Linked DNA regions of Gossypium hirsutum: region 2 is linked to region 1. A link is a contact called in public Hi-C data. All regions are on one chromosome and are shown on one strand. Each heading gives the region's core, a stretch centred on a gene start, on an enhancer-like site or on the middle of the called end of the contact. The rest is flanking DNA. Distances are from core to core; before and after follow the strand shown.

Region 1 (2,662 bases), core at 81-2,580:
ATCTATCATCATTCACCTAACTTTAACATGAAACAACAAAACTCACCATTTCTCATCCAAATAACATGAGCAACAACCATTTCTTGAACATTTTCTCATGACCGATTGCTCATGTTACCAACAAGATTCAAAATTTGAACATGGGCTAACTAAGGGACTTAGTAACTAGCTTAATACATTCAACAATTCCAAAAGCTACCATGAATTACATACCTTATTCAAGACTAGAAGGAGTGGCCAAATATTTTACTTCCCCTTCCCCCTTCTTCTTAGCATTTTCGGCCAGGGATGTTAAAGATGAACATTTTTTTTCTTTGTTTTCTTCCTTTAATTCACGGCAATGGAGGAGCAACCTAGCTAATTTTTTTTTGTTTCTCCTCCTACTAACCACTATTATTTTATTACCCATGTTCTTTATTTTATTATTCCTAACATAAAACACTAACATAAAATGTTTATAATACATTTTAACCCATAGCATGGCCGGCCACCATCCTAAGTTTTGGGTAATTTGACATGCAAGGACAAACATTTTCTAACATGCATCAATAGGCCACTTTAACATTTGCCTAGCACATTTCTAAATTTTCTCACACAAGTCCTATTTAGCAAAATTCACTTACAATTAACAAAATTCAAACATGAAATTTTCACACATGCCTATATACATATAATAAGCATCAAATATAACGGTTAATTATTTTCATGACTCGGTTTTGTGGTCCCGAAACCACTTTCCGACTAGGGTCAATTTAGGGCTGTCACAAATGATCTCAAAAACATAAAATTTATGAAAAACAGACTCAAATAAGACTTATATGCAAGGGTTGATTCCTTAGGAGAGTTCGAAGCTTTCTATTCTCTTCTTCAACGGAGTTTAAATAGTGGAGAAATATAACAATAAAAATTCTCTTTCCTTTCGCTTAGGTTTTTCTTTTACTGTTATTATTATCATTTTATTCATTTAACTTAATAATTAACAAAACAAAGTCAAAATACATGCTCCAACCATCCACTATAATAGGACATGGCATAATTGCTATGTAAATCCTTGCATGTTTACTAATTAAGCCTTTAACACTTAAAAATCAAATGTAATTAACTTTTACAATTATTATGATTTAGCCATTATACCCTAATTACTAACCGTGTAATAAAATTACTAGACCAAAAATCAGTATAATACAATAATAAAATCATAAATATTAATAAAAATGAGATTTCAAAACCACGGTTTCTAGTACCACTGAAAAACAGTTGTTACACACTTATAGCTTGTTGGGTTGGCTGTAATGGTTTAGCATTACAGCCCTATTCCTTGGGCTCAACCTTATTACATTGTTTGGTTGGCTGAATGGGCTATTACAGACCTATTCATTACAGCCTTATTCAAGGCAAAATCACCGTTTACAATTCATGCCTCCCCCCACGGAATACCAATTCAGCATTAAAAGTTTTCATCTTTACCCTTCTCATTTCTTTCTCATCTGAGCATTTTCTTCTTTTTTTTAAACCTCTGATTCCCATTTCCTTCCAACCTTCTCCCTCTTTTTCACGTCCGAAGCATCATTTCCAACCCTATCTAAGCTTGAACCTAGATTCAACTTCAAATCAAAAGCCACCAAATTTTTACCTACCAGCGAACAGTCCTCTTAGCCTCCACAAATTCATCCTCGTGCTCCGGCTAAAATCAGGGTCAACAGTTTCAATTTTCTCTCAACAAAAACACAGCTTGAAATCCAGATTTCTCAGTTTTCTCAAGAAAATCCGACTTCGGTATGAAAGGAAAGGGCTAACAATCCAACACCCAGATGTTAAATCGGTGCTGAATCGAGTGAAGCAGTTCACTGACAAGGTAAGCTTTTGACCTTCTTCAATCGAAATTAAGACCCCCTTTTTCGTTAACTATCCCAGATCCCCAAGAGTATTGTTTTAATCGAACCCTATTAAGCACTTACATGCTATTGTCATTGATAGGTATAAGTTGCTTTAAAGTTTACTTGTTGGAATTGTTAATAAATTGTATGGAAAGCTTGTTGATTCGGTAAAGGAACAATTAATTTGGGTTAAAGAAATGATTGATGTTTCTGCTACAGGAATTGATAGTTTGTTAGTATGTTTAAAGAGGCAAATTGTTGGTGGTGATTTTAGTGATGGGAATCTTTGGTTATGTTTTGAGTTAGTGAGTCTTTGTTTAAATGGGATTGTTTGTTACAAGAAAAGCCTGTAGTTTTGACCAGTGCACTATATACATTTTTTCTTTTATTAGCTGATCATTGTAGTTTTGACTAGTGCACTATATACAGTTCTCTTTGCCTCTAGAATTTCCTTCTGCAGCCTATCTTTACTTTAGCCATTGATCTACAGTGATTTACCATCTCCTCCTTTTCCTTGATTAGGTTCTTCCATTCAGCCTTCTTCTGTGTTGGTTCTTCCGTAGTTTCCTCAAGACCGAAGGTTGGCAATCACACAGCAGTATTGGGAAGAGCTGATTGAGCTTGAGGAAGGGTTTGAAAAGGAATTGACCCTGCTTATGGGAAAGTACAACCCAGATCGCCTCGAGGAAGAGACTACTGATAGCCTTGAAGGACGAGACAAGAGAGGAGCAAGAGATATTGAAACAGAATAGACAACAATGATCCTATTTGTCGAGGGTAAGAAG
Region 2 (2,662 bases), core at 94-2,593, 700 kb before region 1:
GCTTTTGGATAAAATATCTACTTCTACTCATAACCGCTTCTTCTTAAATCAAATAACTTACACTTTAACGCTTCTTCTTAAATCAATTAACTTACACTTTAAATATTGATTAACTCTTAACTTGGTGGGCATCGGCATTGTTTCTTCTACAGAAGAAAAGGAATATGAACGGCTAAATCACATTTATCCTCATATATATGGGTTGTGTTGGGATTATAGATTAACTCTAAATATTGTATAAAAAAACATATGCCTTAAATCTTATATCAATAAAATATAAAATACTTGTTTAATTGGTAAAGTTGAGGATTTGAAGATTAAGATTTCTAAGGTTTAAATTCTATTATACATTTATTTAAATAATTTATATAGATTTTATATAAAATATAAAAGACAAAAATATTATCATAATAATATATATTACTTTGTGAAAAGAGGAGTTTTTAGTCATTTTCTAGTTGAGTTCATGTCTGATTAGCTTGTGACATGAATTCAGTCAAATACATTACAGTAAGTATTAGAAATCTTGTTATATAGGTATGCATGGAAATCATAGATTTAAAACACTTTTAAAAATAATATATAATAAATAATAAAATATATAGTTTGAGATTAATTAATTATCATAATAACACATGAAATTTGTATGGCATTAAAATTAAAAAGTAGATTAAATTATGAGTAAAACAAAATTTAAATACATGTATACATCATATAAACAATACTAAATGCACTACAATTATTTATAATGATTTTATTATCAATTACGAGTTAATGTCGAGTTGACTTGTGACACCAATTCAATGAATAACATTATTAATATATACAATTGATAGAGATAATAAATTGTGTATATTATAATAAAAATATATAAAATTAAATTAAATTAAATTAAATTTTAATTGAGTTGTAAATTTAAAGTTTTAGCAATTTAATTGGTTTTATCTTAAAATTAAGATTAAACTACCTTTAAATAATATAACTTTTAAAATTATAAAAAAATATTTTCATAATTTTTTGATCAAATTAAATATCTATTTAAGAGTTTAAAATTTAAGATTTTGGTTGGCATTTTATTTATGTAGATATATTTTACAAAATACTGTGCACCGTCCAAAATACCCTGATCAAAATCAAACGTCCTGTCTAATCACCCGAGGTTTTCGTCTTCAAACACAGAACAAGAAAATCATAAAATTTTTCATGAAAATAAAATCTAATTAGATTAATTAAATGGCTTAAATACCCTTATTAAGTGGTACGGTAAGGTTAAAATCGATGGAGGAAAACATAGGGGCGAACCGAGTAAAAAATAAGTGAAAAGGTGGACATAATGGTAAAATTCTGTTACGTGTTTGTTTTAACAGTTTCTCCCTTCCTTCCTTTCCCTCCAATTCTTTCATCTCCCATTTTCTCTCTCCCCAAACAAAACAAAAAGAAATCTCTCACTATCGCTGCACTAAAGAGAGAATCCTAGAAAATAAATTCAGAGGCTTTTTTCAGAGATTCAGGTTAGCATCAAATTAATTAGCATCAAATTAATTTACTCGATTTCTATTTGTTTCAATCGTTTTTTTCTGGTGTTTTGGTCTTTTATTTTCTGCATTTTAATTTTTTTTTCTGTTTGCTGTAAAAGTTTTTTCAAGCTTGTGTACTTTCATTTGCAAATGCAAGGCGACGGTTCAACTCTTTATGGCGATGTCCTAGCCAAACAACCAAAAGATAAGGGGAACGAAGGAGATTACTCCCCTTCAGCTGTCGCTGCCACCTCTCTCTTTGATCTCTACCATCCCCGTCACGTCATGCAACAACATCAAGATATGATCAACCGCCATAATCTCTGCCTCACGCGCCTCCACGAAGCTTCTAAAGAAGTGGAGGCACTCCGCCAAGAGAATACTGCTTTGCGATCTGTAAACCGCGACCTCAGCAAGCAACTCAGCACACTGATCCAAGCCTCTATGCAGAACCACTTCGCAACGTCTGATTATAGCGCGACGCCGTACGAATTGCTGAATGAGTTTCAAGGGCTTTGTCTCGGTAGTGACGGTGGGGGCGTAGGAGAGGAAGAGGTTTCTGACGAGTGTCCGACGAGCATGATGGAAGGTGCTGGGGATGTGGAGAGGGTTATGTTGCCTAAGAGCATATCTGTTAGGTCTAATGGATATCTGAAGATGATGAGTAGTCAAAACAGTCAAAACGCTGGTGTGAGTCGTCGTCGTAAATATCGGGGACCAACTCGGTCTGGAAATGCCTCTCAACTCAGTGGAGCGGTGAGTTTATTATTGTTACTCTGTTGTTGATATAAATTCCTAAATGCTATATTTTTATTTCTTGAGCTAGATTAATGTTGTAGCAGTTATAAATATAAATATATATATATAGTCTACCATTGCATCAAATATAAACTTAATTATAATGTGACAATTTATGTCCTTTGTGTCATTTTCTACTACTATAATCGTGTTTATGGTGTTTTATATTTAATAAGCTAATGAGTACTATTTATATATTTTTTCTTGTTTTGTTTTAATTAATTTGTATCATGTATTGACGTCCTAGTCTTATTTATTTTTAGTTTTTCAATGAATTGGCTGCTATTTTAGAGATGATTGGTTAGTTATTTTTGCTTTTTAGGCAGAACTCGGGGGATAAGTTAGTA

Evidence for each region. Hi-C and Micro-C count contacts between places; a contact is called where the count stands out from the background.
Region 2: a contact with region 1 is called in a Hi-C map of leaf, with 2.2 times the contacts expected there. The contact joins the promoter of LOC107960074 here to the promoter of LOC107956978 in region 1. A contact is called at or near these places in 7 of 34 Hi-C or Micro-C datasets (anther and leaf).

What each region holds. Positions count from the first base shown.
Region 1 is chrA05:54,932,138-54,934,799 of Gossypium_hirsutum_v2.1, reverse strand. LOC107956978 reads left to right here and starts at 1,330. Exons shown (of 2, transcript XM_041112579.1): 1 at 1,330-1,855; 2 at 2,400-2,662. The coding sequence starts at 1,355. The coding sequence ends at 2,492.
Region 2 is chrA05:55,629,456-55,632,117 of Gossypium_hirsutum_v2.1, reverse strand. LOC107960074 (zinc finger CCCH domain-containing protein 15) reads left to right here and starts at 1,343. Exons shown (of 3, transcript XM_016896286.2): 1 at 1,343-1,511; 2 at 1,637-2,273. The coding sequence starts at 1,668.